Linked DNA regions of Oryctolagus cuniculus: region 2 is linked to region 1. A link is a contact called in public Micro-C data. All regions are on one chromosome and are shown on one strand. Each heading gives the region's core, a stretch centred on a gene start, on an enhancer-like site or on the middle of the called end of the contact. The rest is flanking DNA. Distances are from core to core; before and after follow the strand shown. Region 1 holds the start of INTS6 (integrator complex subunit 6). Region 2 holds the start of DHRS12 (dehydrogenase/reductase 12).

Region 1 (7,592 bases), core at 2,893-5,392:
AACAAGTAGATACAAAGTGCTTTTACAAAGAACACATGAATGGTGTGTAGTATTAAATATTTTGAGGCATCCAAAATTCCTGACCATTTATCTCTGCTTGTGAATAAAAAATGTGAAATATTTAAATGAATGTGATAAAATTTTATGATGAGAAAAAAATCTTCTAGAAAGATATTTTCTTCTAATCAAAAACTTTACTCATTTTGTTCAGAGATTCAGGCTTCTTCAATTACTTTAATGTTAGTGTCATTTTTATGTACCAATCAGGATATAAGCATTAGTATTACTTCTTGCATCTTTGTTCATTCATCAAAATAACTGAGCATTATCCCTCCCTGTTGATGACTTAATAAGCCCTAAAATGCAAAAACATCCCAATCTCCAGGCTCTTCTCTTGGTCAAAGAAGTAGCAACAGCATAGAAGGACCACCTTCACCCTCAAAGTTTTTATAAGCTTTACAGACAAAAACTAAAGTGTTCTCTGTGGAAGATGGCAACTGGAGAAAGAAAATACAGGGGTAAGTTCCAAACGTCCTCAGGCTTCCATTAGGAGCAGTTCTCTAAGGAAGTATCCCAAGGAATATTTTGAATATTGAGGCGAATGTGTCCAAATACTTTTCCTACTAGACATGTGATGCAGAACAAGAAGAAACAAATAGTTCTGCTATATACTGACAATCTAGTCAGCTAACCAAATAATGGCTACTTTTGAATGTGTCTTTGAACGCAAAGCAGTTTAAAGTTTTAGCAGTGAAAGACTGTATACCTTCTACCCAACAAAGGAATATGAGAAGGAAAAAAATCCATTGTAATTTTTACAGAAACAAACCCAAAAGTTCATGGCAAGCTTAGTTCAAGGCTAAGTTATTAAGAGTTCAAAACAGAGCAACACAGACAAAAGCTAAAGTGATAAGAAAATACATATTTACCTAATTAAATGATGGAAGTGCAATCTGGCAAATGGTTCTAAATAGCAATGTATACTGTAATTGCTTTGGGACTAAATTCAACCATTTCTAAAGTTGCTTAGGGGCTCAACAGTTATCCCCGGGAAGAAAGTCATAAAAACTTCTAAAACAGAAACAATTCTGCTTCCAGAAATGTGCAAAACTCATGCAAAGGGTGTACAACGGAACTTGAGAAAAACCACCCCTAAATGCACAATTTTAATAGTGCTTTGTACTACAATGAAAGACTTGAACTCTTTTGTGTATAATATTCTGTGCTTATGAATAACACTACACATTCTTCAGTATCTTTTTAATTCTAAGATAACAATATCCTAAAAAGTCATATGGATCACCTTGCGTTATTCCTTAGTGAACCATCATTGTGATTCAAAGCTTCTCTCACACTCAGATACAAGTGCTATACAGAGACAGCAGGTCAAGGAAGCTCTGTCCTATTTTCCAGACAGCCTTGTTTTCCTTGATGGTTTGGAGATTTAGACTTTGTTTTTCTAATTAGGAAAAGTAAAAACTCTGGATTCTGGACCTGTAATTTAATTCAGACTTTCTCTTGCAATAATTGCTAATTAGAAAAAATCGTAATGTACTCAGCCAGTTATTGTGCTTCCATAAAAATCTTACCTTTGAGAGAACTCACACAATACTAGAACACAGGGTTAAGTTAAACCCTGATGCAACCAACAGGATAATTCCCTCTGCCATGTTTACTAAGATGGAAATGAAAACCACTGACAACTAAGTCCAACTTGGCCACCGCTAAAGCTGCACACCTGCCTGAGGATGGAGGAGCAGAGCAACTGAGGATGCTGAGGTGCGAGGTCTTCCTGGCCTGTCTCCCGTGAACTTTCAAGGAATGAAAACCACATTCACATTAAACTCTACAGCAAAGACTTCAGATTCTACTTCTGAATACAAATGCCTTTTAAGGGAAAAGAAACTAAGGGATATAAAACCATGCACAGTAAGTCGGAGCTTCACCTTTGTACTATGTGCATACTGTATTTTACTCTGAAATGTTCCACACTTGCACTTCACCTTAGATAGTTTGGGACTGGGCTGTTTTCTTTTTCCCCACAAGAAAAATCAACTATTTTTCCACTTTTAATATTCAACCTACCTGCCCATAGTTGTCTATGCCAGTTACTAATCTATTTAAATTTAATAAATCAAAAGCTGTCCTTAGGGATTGGCCAAGAGTCGTAAGTCCTTCAGCCTGAAGGTTTTTCAGTTCATTCATAAACGTTGCATGGTTTTCTTTCCATCCGGCCTGAAAAGAAAAACGTGAGAATTTTTTTTTCTTCCTGTAACGCTAAATGCACACGGCCAGCCGTTACAATCTGACGTGCACCATGTAGCTGCTTCACTTTGGGTTGACATGGTTGGGTTAACGTGTTAATACTGTTATCGCTGCTGAGGAAACTCTCTGCCAAAGGTAGCCGGCAAGCAACCGGCCTGCTCTACAGCTTTTGGTAGCCAGCAGCCTGCACACTTTCTAACTTCACACTGGGAAATCTACTACCTAATCTAACACTCAAAATGTGGGGATGCAAACGTCCTAGGGGCAGGCGGCCGGGAGCGGCACTTGGGAAGTTAACCTCCAGCAGCCCTCCCAGGGCGAATCCGAGCAGCCCCAGCCTCGCAGCCCCCTTCGGCGCGCCTGATTCCCCTTTAATGCAAACCGGGGCTCGGCGCGGCCGGGCCCGGCTGTCACTCGGGCTAACTTGAATAAATATCCCCCACAGTTCATTGCTGCCGCTCACGCCGCGGAGGGGAAATGTCGGCCATGTTGATCGCAGCGCCGCCGCCGCCGCCGCTGCCGCCGCGGGGCCGGGCCGGGCCGGGGAGGGGACGGCGGTGGCCCGGCGAGTCCGCGCCGCGCCGGGACGCTCCCGAGCGGGGGAGGGGGGTGGGAGCCCGCAGGGGAAGGGCCCTCCGCCCCGGGAGCGCAGCGGGTGGGGGAGGGGAGCATAATGAAGGGTGAATGGGGGGGCGGGGAGGGCGAGCGAGGAAGGAACAGGGAAGGGAAGGAAGGGAAGGGGGAGGGCGAGGGCTGTTACCTTGATAGCATAGGGCGGCTCTTCGAAAGTGACCAGCATATACCTGTCTCCTCTGCTGGCAGGGTCCCGGGCACGGAGCTGCGGGCCGGGAGGAGGAACGGGGCGGGCGAGAGGGAAGCAGAGAGGCGAGGTTACGAGGCGAAGAAGGGGCGCCCAGCGTCCCCCGCCGCCCCCCACAGTATCCGCACACGCAGCGGCCACCCCTCCACGCCGCCCCACACACACCGATCGCTCCCTACACACCAGCCCCGGGGCCGGAGCCCGGGCCCGGGCCGAGCCCGGCTCGCAGCGCCCGCCCGCCCGCCCGCCCGCGCGGTGGGGGAGGGGGTCCCGGAGCCCGGCAGCTCCCGCAGTCAGGTCCCCGACACCCCCGCCCCGCCGCCCCCAGCCGCCCTCCCCCACCCTGCCGCCCGCGGGCCGCCGGGCCGGGGTCGCCGCCCCGGGCTCGGTCAGTCGGTACCTTCATGAAGGTCTCTACCGCGCCTTTGGCCGTGTCCAGGTAGGTGGTGCCCAGATGGCTGCGCTGGTTCATAGAGGCAGACGTGTCTATCAGGAACAGTAAGATGGGCATAGTGCTGGCCGGGGACACCGGGGCCCGAGGTGGTGGAGAAAGAGGAGATGGTAGAGGTGGAGGCGCCGGTGGCGGCGGCAGTCGCCGCCGCTACGCGGGGCGGGGGAGCGCGGCCCCCGGGAGGAAAACACCGTCTGGGTCTTTCCTCCGGCTGCGGGGAGTTTCTCCCCCGATAGTTGAGAGGAAACTCCCCAGACCCAGTCCTCCCCGTCGTACCCCCGCCTCCGCCTCCTCCTGCCTGCCTGCCCGCTGGGGCGGGCGCCCGGCCGTCTGTCTGTCGGTCCGTCCCCCCCGCCTCGGGGGTCCCGTCCCCGCTCCCGGCCCCTGTGTGTGTCCCAGCGGGAGACGGGCCTGGCTCCCCCACCCCACCCCCGGTGCAGGGAGTGGGGACCTGGGAGCTGGCGAAGAGGGGAGTGGGCTGAGGGGAGATTGGCCCTGGGGCTGTTGGGAGAAGTTTCAGGGACTCCCTCCGCACCCCGGCGGTGTCACCACTTTCTCAGCCCCTCTCGCTACTGAAGCGCTTTTCTCTCTCACACTCCGGTTTTAACTCGGGTAGGGGCTGCGGGGGCTCCGCCCCCTGACACGTCCCCGGGCCACGTGACGCACCGCCCCGCAGCTCCATTGGCTAATCCCGAGGCTCTTATTAGCATATTCAAACAGGTCAGGGGCGGGGGCTGCTTGTAGGCCGGCTCTGAGGGTTGTTATCGAGCATGCGCGGAGGCGGGGCGTCGGGTGCGCGCGAGAGCGAGCGCGAGGGACGAGCAGGCGGGCCGTCGCGGAGGCGGGCTCTGGGAAGGGGCGGGGACTGGCTTCGGAAGGACCGCGAGGTGGGGGGCGGGGGCTGCGTCGGCGCGCGCAGGGCGGCCGCCACTGTGAGCCTGCGCGTCAGGGCCACTGGCCTCTCCTTGGCTGTTGGAGGTGACAGGGGTCGGAGGAAGGCAAATGGAGATTGTCCTCAGCTCGCCCTCCGAGGTCGCTGGTAACGTGGACGACCGAGGAGGGCTGAGTAAAGTGAACACACACTCGGTTAAGGGCAGGGGGCAGGCCCGCGGCCGCCCTCGCGAGGAAGGCTCGGGACCCGCGGTGGCGGGAGGAGGTTCCCGGGCCTGGGAGGGCCGGCCCAGCGCGGGCGGGCCCGGGGCGGGGGAGGGGAAGTGAGAGGTTGTTTATGACCGGGGACTAATCGCGGCGAGTCACACCGCTCCCGCTGGGGAGTGGGCCCGAGGGCCTCGCCTCGCCCGGATCCTCGGGCGCTGCGGGGGCGACGGCCGAAGGCTGAGGGCGGCGCTCGGCAGACCCGGAGCCTTGCCGTCGGAAGGGGCACCCAGAAAGCCGCCGAACCCGGGAACGGCCTAGGGAGAGACTGGAGCTTATGGATAAGTGCTTTGCTACCCTTTTTATCCTGAGCAAACGTAACTGCTCCTTCCCAGAGAAAAAGACTTTTTCCAAGCTGTTTACTCAGGGTCATAGGATATCAGTTTCAGAGTTGAAAGGGACTTTAGCAAATCATCCATTGCCCTCATTTTAAAGTGAAAAACCTGACATGAACTTGCCCAGATAACACAGTGACGGGGGTTCCCAGAACCCTCCCTTACAAGCAGCCCCTCCAACTCCAAAACCCGTGTGTGTGTGTGAGAAGCAGTCTCGGTCAAGCCCCTGCCTTACCTGAAGTCATGAATCTGCTCCGAGAAAAACAGCTTCCTCGAACTCGCTGAAAAAAATGAAGACTGCCTTAGATACAATTAAGAGACTTAATTAAGCGGCCTTTGTAGGGATAGCTAATTTGTAGGACGCCTCCCGTTAGCCTGTCCTTTCCAGATTTTATTCTTTAATCTTGAAATTTTATGTGCCTACTGATCATTTAAAGAAATTGTTCCTATTAACACAGAAGACATGTTGTGGCATTTTTTTTTAAAATCTTGAGTTTCAAAACTTCCCGATATTTATGACAACCTTGGAGATTTTTTGTTAATTTATAGTCAGGCTATTTCAGTGAAAAGTGTTTTGTAAGTGTGGACCATAGAAGAGGTATGGATACTTGTAAGAGTATTTGGACTAAAAATTATGACGGAGTACAGGTCTTGCAGCCAGTATTTGCTAAGGACCTACTGTGAAATAGGCCTGCTGGAAATAAATGAATAAAATGTGGCCACTGCCTTCAGTGAGCTTACGGTTTTCTAGGTGAATATTTTTCATATGTATTATTAGCTACTCCAACGTAGAAAGTGATAAGATACTAAATAATTCAGGAAAGAGAAATTTATCACTTGGAGTGATGAAGAACATTGTCCAAGCTTCATATATTTAAGCTGTGCCATTTTGTTCCTCAAACTGGAATCATAGATGTGAAGAAAAGAATCCATTCTATTGCAATATGCAAATTACTTTAGCAGCTATAAAGAGTGAATTTTTCAGAGTGATCATTTGCACAGTTCCATAGACTTGCTCTGTAGTTTTCTGTATCCGTGCTTTTCAAACTGGTCTGTGGACCCCTGCCTGTCTGAAAACATATTCTCTAGGATCATAAGCATTTCTTTTGTGAGTCTTCTTTCTTTTGTGAGTTACTCGAGTTTGAGAGACACTGCTTGAAAAATTGGCAGAATTTGGATATGGATGGGGAAGCTCCTGGTAAAAAGTCCTTCCAGAAATTCCAAATGTAAAGAAGTTAGGACAGCTTTGCTGATTGCTTCCTGAAGGACAGTGATTTTCAACTAGGCTGCAGCACCAGGTGCGGGAAGACAAGTGTAAGATCCAGAGAGGTGGCCGGCGCCGCGGCTCACTAGGCTAATCCTCCGCCTGCGGCACCGGCACACTGGGTTCTAGTCCCGGTCGGGGCACCGGATTCTGTCCCAGTTGCCCCCCTTCCAGGCCAGCCCCCTGCTGTGGCCAGGGAGTGCAGTGGAGGATGGCCCAAGTGCTTGGACCCTGCACCCCATGGGAGACCAGGAGAAGCACCTGGCTCCTGCCATCGGATCAGCGCGGTTCGACGGCCGCGGCGGCCATTGGAGGGTGAACCAATGGCAAAAGGAAGACCTTTCTCTCTCACTGTCCACTCTGCCTGTCAAAAAATTTAAAAAAAAAAAAAAAATCCAGAGAGGCAAGTCAGATCTAACTGGTAGATGGCTTTTATTCCAAGCTATTTTGTCCCTATAAATTGGAGAATTTTTTGTTTGAATGCTAAATACAAAGCAATGTTTGAAGGGAATTGGACTAGCCTAGTGGAGATTAGTACACAGTAATAAAAACCTTCCTGATTACAGCTAATCTGAAATCATTTTCAAATAGAGTCATCATGGCTCCCTCTTCAATGATGTTGGCAGGTTGTCATACTACAGTCATACATGGAGGTGTCAGGGACAGAGTTAGATGCAAAGGTCAAGTACAGTAAGCTGACCAGGAACATATAACCAGAACTCAGGCTTATGAGGGTGCCAGAGATCAAAGATCAGGTTTCCAGTTCAGAAGTCCAGAAGCACTGGAAGGCAAAGCCCTGGGGCAGAACAGAAAGGAATGAGGACGTACATAGGCAGCAAATCAAGAGGCATGCAGAAACCAGGAGACACTGACAAGCAGTCCTTAGACAAAATTGTGAAATAGGCCAAGTTTATTCTTAGTTTCTCTGGTTGACAATTCAGCTGTTGGTTGATAGTGGCTTAAAACAGTGATTCTGGGGCCAGCGTTGTGGTTTAGCGGGTTGGGCCACTGCCTGCCATGCCAACATGTTATTTAAGTGCTTGTTTATGTCCAGACTGCTCCACTTCCAATCCTGCTGTCTACTAAGGTACCTGGGAAGGCAGCAGAAAATGACCCAAGTGCTTGGGCCCCTATAACTGGTGTGAGAGACCTAGATGAAGCTCCTAGATCCTAGATCCTGGCTTATTCCTGAGCCAGCTCCAGTCATTGTGGCCATTTGAGGAGTGAACAAGCAGATGGAAAATCCCTCTTTCTTTCTCTCCCTCTCTTTCCCTAACTCTGCCTATCAAATAAATCTTAAAA
Region 2 (7,593 bases), core at 943-3,442, 360 kb after region 1:
GGCCCCGCCCACCGGCCGCCCGCGCGCCCGGACCCACGCGGCGCTGCGGAAAAGGCATGGGGCTTGGACGCGCGCCGCACGCCGAGCCCGCGCCGCGTACCCGACGCCCTCCCCCGGCGCGGCCCCGCCCCCGGGCTGCGGGAGCCGCCCGCGGTGACGTCATCCCGGTTATGTAAGAGCGGCTGAGGCCGCGGCTTCTCTCTGCTGGGGAGGCGGCGAGGTCCGGGGCCTGGGCGGTGTGCTCGGGCAGCTGCTGTGCGGGCTCGGTGCGCCTTTGGGGAGTACCCGCGTGCTGGGTCATGCAGGGTGTGGCTGGGATGCGGGATGGCCTGCTGCGAAGTGGGCTACTGAGGACATCCTGCGTAATCTAATGCTGAGGCTTAGGGTATTAATGTCTACATCGAATGGGTCTTACCATAAGGGTTATTATAGTAACTAGCAGCTTCTAAGTTCCTACGTGTGTGAGTTCACGCGGTGACTCCCAACAGGGTCTCCGTAACTGACCTCCGTCCCGGGTGTCCACTGAGGTCCCTCGGTGAAATTCCACGCTGCTTTACCCAACTGGTAGACTGAGGAAGATGTGTGAGGCCTGCTGCTCTAATAGCATCATTACCTGGGACACAGGATCGCTGCTCACTCACACCCCGCGCCCCCCACCCGATGGTCGTGCCCCTACTCCAGAAAAAACTTGTGAAATAAATTCTGCCAGAACGGCTTCCCCTTTAAACAGGACTCTGTTGGGGGGAGGGGGGGGGTCCACTGTGCGGCTCTTATTCCTGATGGTTGATGAAAACAGGTTTAAATGAGTCACATTTTGCAAACCTACCCATGCTGGGTGTGACTTTCCAGGCCTGCCCGCTTCCGGCGGGAGGGTATTTTGAGTGCCCAGAGGTAGGTGCCAGTGCCTTGGACACTGTGTCAGCCCTGGGAAAGCTGTCAGTCTGGGGTTCCCTCTCACTATATCAGGAAATACTTGGGGCTCATAAGGGTGAGAAATTATTTTGAGCCTCAAAGTCTGTCTGCACATCAGTGGCCCCCTGAAGTCGGGGGGTGGGGGTGGGGTGGAAACCCAGCTCTCTCCATGAGCCATGGTGAACCTGGACGAGCTGCAAAGCCGCTCGGTCTTGGCTTGTTTATTTGTAAAATGGGAATGAATATGTTCGCCTCATAAGGCTGCTGGGATGGTTCATTATAAAAAGCTTAGCTGCATGCAGTGTGATCAAAACTTGTCATTTCCATCTGTAAGTTTTCTTCCCCCTCCTTCTTCCCCTGCACCTGTGGCCATGCAGTTGCATTCAACAAATGTTCCATGAGTGCACGAAATGTCTAATGTTTAGCCTCAAAACAGCACATATCCCCAAGGTAGGTACTGTAAGCACAAATGCATTTCATAGGCTTTAAGAAAAGCCAACCTCCCCACCCGAGACCCGCTTCTGCTCTCCATGGGACAAGTGACACATTCACGAAAAGAAACAAAGGGTGGTGTGGGGTTAACAGGAGGAAAGCTCCAGTTTACGTAGAAGTCACCTGAGCTGGATTCTAGTCCAATTTCTGCCTCTGGCTCCCTACATGACCACTGGCAGTAAATTTATGGAGGGTTTAATATGTGCCAGGTGCTGTGGGTTGTCTTACTTCATCATCACACGGATCCATAAGCCTGCTCATACTATTTTTATTTTCTCCATTCTACATAGGAGCAATTTGAGACTTGGAGGGGTTAAGTAAGTTGGCAAAGGTCAGAGGAAAATACACCCTGTAGCCAGGATTGTAGGCCAAGTGTAAGGTGCATGCCTTCCCCTCGCTATGGGGCAATTCGCTTACCCTCTTTGGGCCACCGTTTTCTCATCTGAACAAAGTCAGACCAGATGACAGCTGCAACTTCCCTTCCAGCTCCAACTGCCTGGAAGTCCTCAGTTCAGTAGGGTAGAAAGCCTCTAGAATATTTGTGTCCCTGGTTCCAATTTGCCACTGAAGAGGCCAGAGACAGAATTCATCCTCTAACGCTTCCTTCCCATTGATTTAGATCCCTGAGGTTAATTTTGACCAAATGGAAAGGAGACACAGAAGGTGTGGACTAAGAAAGCCATGGCTTCCTGCACCACAGATGTACATGGTGGGAGCTCTGCGTCTCCTACACACACACACACACACACACACACACACACCAGTGTTCATCTCCCCTTCCACTGAAACTCAGAACCAGTGTCTCTAGCCAAGTTGTCATGGAAACACCAGCTGCCAATGAGATCATGGAAGACAAGGTCATAATGGCAATAGTGCCTTAATATTTTACCTAGCAAAGCCACTTAGTTAATAAGATGAACAACCATCAATCATAAATTCGCAGGAAACCAGGCACCATTTACGGTAGGTGTTTAGAGTACAGCTGGGGGTGGTGAATAGAAATGGAGGGGAGGGAAATGAGCACTAAGAAAGAGAGGATGAGGCAGGGGGTGGAAGAGACGGCCCTGATGCGGATCCTTGTCACTCTCAGCATAGACCAATGCACAGGGCCTGACACTGCCTCTGTGGGTTTTTCTTAAGGACAAGAAGGATTGGGGGGGCGGGTAGGGGTGTGTTGTGGGCTCCCAGCCTCAATCACAAAAGGCTGAAAAGAAGCCCAAGGTGACTGTGTTTTGGAGCACACACTGGCGGAGCAGGGACAGTGGACGCCACCCCCTCCGCCTCCCCCACGGTGGCCACCACTGTAGCCCTGTAGCCTCCGGCGGCCCTCGGTGCCCGGCAGCTTTCACAGATGGGCTCACCCTGGGGCTCTTTGTGGCCCGTGAGAACCAACTGCCTAAACAACAAATCAATTTGACCGGAGGGTTTCCAAACATAGTGCGGGTCTCAGTCTGGCAAGAACTTGGCCGCGGGGCGCCAAAGCTGGGGGGAGGGACTCAGCCCACACGGAATAATACGCCTTTGTGCCTTGGCGTTTTGTAACCTGTGCATGAATCACTTAGACAAAAAGCGTGCAAACACCCCCAGCTCCCCCCCCACACACACCCCCAGTTTCTTCCTCCAGCTTTGTCCACCCTCTAGGGAACAGACCCACGGCACTGAGATGGGCCCAGGGTGGGGCAGCGGGGGCCCCTGGCAGGTCAGTCTTGCACAGACTGGTGTGGGGGGTCTTTATGTCTCAGGGCTCCTGCTTGATAGCAAGCAGGCTCTGTTCCCAGTGCACAGGCAGGTTCCCTCTGTTGGGCCTCGGGGAGCAGGAGGACCAGGACAGCACAGAGTTTGCCCTAGCCCAGTGCTCTCTGCACTGCGTGGGGCCAGCACTGGCTTCTAGGGGAAGGGCTGGCAGCGCAGGCTGGGAGTGGAAAGTGGATGCAGAGTGGCTGGGTGACAGGAGCCGCGGTTGGAAGTCAGCAGGCCAGGGCTCAGTCCGACGCCGCTTCAGAAGACATTCCGCGCTCTGTTTCCCCACTCCATAACTGTGCAGTGCTCACATCGTGGGAGGGAGGAGCAATAAGCCAGCACTCACACTGCACTGCCCATGTGCCCCGCACTGCCCTGAGCTCCTTACAAATGAAGCTCCAGGAATGGTAGCAGCAGAGTGTATAAGATCAGACTTCTAGAAGGGTGCAGAGCCAGGACCCAGTCTGACAGTCCACGACCCCTTCTCCGCCAGGACAGGGGACATGTCCGGTGGCGGCTTTTCTGCAGGTTCTTATTTTTAGTAACTTGTGGGGGCTGGAAGCTTCCACTATCGTCCCCTCAGCCTCTGGGGTTGGTTGATGTGTTCCCAGGTGTGATTGGGTGATTTGCGATTCCCATGGTTCGCTCTGCCAGCTTTCCTCCCCACCTCCCAAGCCACAGGTGCTCAGAGACTGAACTCTGCGCTGAGACCTGCCATCAGCCAGGCGAGGATCCGGTTGGAGCCTGTGGGCTCATGTGCCCTGATGTATGCACTGGATGAGCGCATGAGCCTGCCCTGGCTGGCTGTTTCATACAGGGCAATTTGGACATTTGGCACAGGCCTGGCTTGGGAGTCCTGAAGAATACATTACTTTTACATTTTTAAAGGGATTTATTTTATTTATTTGAAAGAGTGACAGGGAGAGAGAGGGAAAGAAAGAAAGAGAGAGGTCTTCCATCCACTGGCTCACTCCCAAAATGGCCTCAACCACTCGGGCTGGACCAGGCTGAAGCCAGGAACCCAGAACCCCATCTTGATCTTCGATGTGGGTGGTAGGAGCCCAGGTACTTGGGTTATCTTTGCTGCTTTTCCCAAGCACATTAGCAGGGAGCTGGATGGGAAGTGGAGCAGCTGGGACTTGAACGAGTGCTCTAATATGGGATGCTGGCAGTGGCTTAACCCAATGTGCCACAATACCAGCCCCCAACTTTTACATTTTTAATTGTGGTAAAATGCACATAACATAAAATGCACAACTTCATTTTAAAAAAGAGATTTATTTATTTATTTGAAAGGCAGAGTTACAGAGAGAGACAGAGAGAGAGAAAGAGAGAGAGAGAGAGGTCTTCCATCCACTGGTTCATTCCCCAGATGGCCACAATGGCTGGAGCTGCACTGATCTGAAGCCAGGAGCCAGGAGCTTCTTTTGGGACTCCCAGGCGGGTGCAAGGGCCCAAGGACTTGGGCCATTTTCTACTGCTTTCCCGGGCCACAACAGAGAGCTGGATTGGAAGTGGAACAGCCAAGACTCGAACCGGCACCCATATGGGTGGGACTTCACCCGCTACACCACAGCGCAGGCCTCAAAATGTGCCTCTTTAAGCGTTTGCAAATGTGCAGTTCAGTGGCACAGAATACATTCACCACCACCCATCCCCAGAACTTCTTCATCCTCCATCCAACGCTCTGTGCTCACAAAACACTGAGCCCTCAACCTGCTCCCACCCCACCCTGCCCCCAGCCCCTGGCAGCCACCATTTTTTCCATCTCTGTAATGCTTACTACTCAATACCTCATATATAAGGCTACTTCTAAAAGTTTATGGAAACGAGAAATAAAAGGTAAGTTTATTTAGGTGCAAAACAATTTGAAATCCATGCATGGCATTTTCATAATACTCATTTTCTATGAACTTTCTTGAAGACCCCTCACACTTTCTCACACTCACCTCTCAGTTGTTCGTGTAGCAAAATCACATTTCACATTACTGGTTTTCCTATTTTGATTTCCAGAAAGGATACAGCCTGCCAGGTACAGAGACCGTGCCCCTTTCAGCAAGTGTCAGGAAGATAGCGCGTGTTGGTGTTGGAGGCAGATCTCTGCAGGGATAACAGAAAGAAATCCATGATCCAGGGAGTGCAGCAAGCAGGCCACAGGATGACAGGAATAGTCTGGCATGACTTACGCACATATGATTAAAATCACATGGGGTACTAACAAATGAATGCAGGGTACTTTCTTGTAAAAATCTATTTATTTATTTGAAAGACAGAGAGACAGATATTCCATTCATCTGCTGGTTCACTCCCCAAAGACCTGCAATAGCAGAAGCTGGGCCAGGCCAAAGCTTGGAGTCAGGAACTCCATCCAGGTCTCCCATGTAACTGGCAGGGACCCAAGTGGCTCACCACTGCCTCCCAGAGTGTGCATTAGCAGGAAGCAGGAATTGGAAACAGAAACAGGACTCAAACCCAGACATTGTGATATGGGATGGGAGTGTCCCAAGCAGTATCTTAACTGCTCTGCCAATGCCTCATCCCACTGGGCACTTTGTGGCAACTGGAACTGGGACTTGGGGCAGAGCTTGACATTTTTCCTATTTTGCTCCCCACCCTTTGATGTTCTTTGAGTTTCTAGTCAAAGCATGTATCACTTTTACAATAAAAACAAATTTTTAAAATAGACATTTTAGGAAAAGAAAGAGGGAATATGCTAGTGATTTATCCCGTGCCTCTAGCTGTTGAGAACCACTCGTGGCTTAGCCGGGTTCCCTGGGTCCGTGTAATGCAGCGTCCTGAGGGCGTGGTCTCAGGAGAAACAGGATTGAGAATGAGGGGAGAAGGACAGAGAAAGGGAAGACTTTGGGATGTGGCGGCCCATGAAGTGCAGTATCCGCCCCATCTCCCCGAGAGCCCTGGAGCACAGGGGGTTGACCAGCCCTGTAACAAGGGGTTGAGCTTTTGCCCTTCTTCCTGCTCCATCCTTACCTACGAGGTAGGGGTGAGGAGGACAGCAAGCAGTGACTCCCATCACCTCCTGGTAGCTAGCCCCAGTCAGCCACAGGTGGGCCCCAGGAACAGGTGCAGGTGGGAGCCATTAACCACCACACCTGCTGCAGGGCTGCAGGGCGGGAGGGGATCTGGGCTACCCCCTTCCCCCATGACTTGGAAATTGAACCAAAACTGGCTTCCTTAGAAACACATTTACAACCTATAAACCGGTTTATGAAATGCATTTTTTTTGGCTATGGAAAAACACAGGCTATGTAATACTTTAGAAGCTGCAATATTCCAATGAAGAAAAAAAAATGAGTTGAAAAGAATCCAGACTGCCAGGATTTTATTGCTGTGAGTCACTGGACGGTTGCTCACGACGGGGACAGGAGGAGCTTCGACCCGGCCAGGCCTTGTGGCACAGGGGCCTTATTTTTTTTCTTGAACGTCATGGACAATGTGTATCTTCTCATTGATCAGCTCCTCCTTTCTGCTTTGGATGTTAAGAAAAATGCAAAGCCCCATTTGAGTCCAGGACTAAGTAACCCAAGGAATAAGGCCAATTAATGCGAGGACCGATGCAGGAGAGTGGATTGTAGGGCCCATGGCTCCCTGCACTGCTTTGACATCTTCGGGCCTCCCAAGAGCCCAGAGGCCCAACCACTGGGGAAGGCTGCCCTCCAGCCCTGGCTGGTCCCTCTGTCGGACTGTACTTCCCTGGTCACCAAACCTAATCGGCTTCATGTCCCTGCCAGCCCTTGCAATTACACAGACAAGCCACTCACACCCTCCTGTGAGGACCCAGGGCCACCACAGCCTCTTGCCACTACAAAGCAGGACTCCGAAGCCCTTCTGGGTCACTCTGACCCTGAGTGCGTGGCAAGCTGTGTCCTCCCCCACGCTGTGAGGACAGGGGACTGCTGTCCCTGTCACCGGTCTGATGGGTCCAGCTGTCTTGCTCTATTTGGGGAGGGGGACTTCTACAGAGGGGTGAGTGGGAGTGACAGAGAAGAGGGATGACACCCGAGTCACAGGTCAGAACATGCTGTGCGTGCAAGCCCTCAGAACACAGAGGGCCCAGTGCCTTTCCTGTGCCTCTGCAGTGAGTTTAACCCTCGGAAGCTGACTGCTGTGGCGAAGCACCCCAGGGAAACCAACAGAGTGGGTCTTCGGAAGACATCCTCCTCCTGAAATGTGTACTAGTGAAAATCCATCTCTAGAAAAGACAGACTTGTTGTCTTCTTTCTATAAACAGAGACATGACCATTAGAATCACTAAGAAGGATTTCCCGTTAACCCATGTTTCTAGCCTCTCCACTATAGACGCATCTATCCAGCCCAGGAGTCTGAGCACAAGGAGTCCCTGGAGCACAATGTGCCTAAAACAGGCCCCTGCTCGTGGCCAGCTTCTGTGTGCAGAGTCCCTCTGGGGTCTCACGGAACCCAAGCCTGGAG

Evidence for each region. Hi-C and Micro-C count contacts between places; a contact is called where the count stands out from the background.
Region 2: a Micro-C map of ear pinna shows a contact between it and region 1, with 6 times the contacts expected there. The contact joins the promoter of DHRS12 here to the promoter of INTS6 in region 1. A contact is called at or near these places in 2 of 6 Hi-C or Micro-C datasets (ear pinna and psoas muscle).

Annotation. Positions count from the first base shown.
Region 1 is chr9:70,839,743-70,847,334 of mOryCun1.1, forward strand. It overlaps INTS6 (integrator complex subunit 6), which reads right to left and starts at 4,143. Exons shown (of 19, transcript XM_051832218.2): 1 at 3,486-4,143; 2 at 3,026-3,103; 3 at 2,086-2,235. The coding sequence starts at 3,596.
Region 2 is chr9:71,199,289-71,206,881 of mOryCun1.1, forward strand. It overlaps DHRS12 (dehydrogenase/reductase 12), which reads right to left and starts at 2,193. Exons shown (of 4, transcript XR_011378810.1): 1 at 1,822-2,193. CCDC70 (coiled-coil domain containing 70) reads left to right here and starts at 2,267. Exons shown (of 3, transcript XM_017350324.3): 1 at 2,267-2,367. LOC138843808 (a long non-coding RNA gene) reads left to right here and starts at 66. Exons shown (of 2, transcript XR_011378816.1): 1 at 66-266; 2 at 489-727.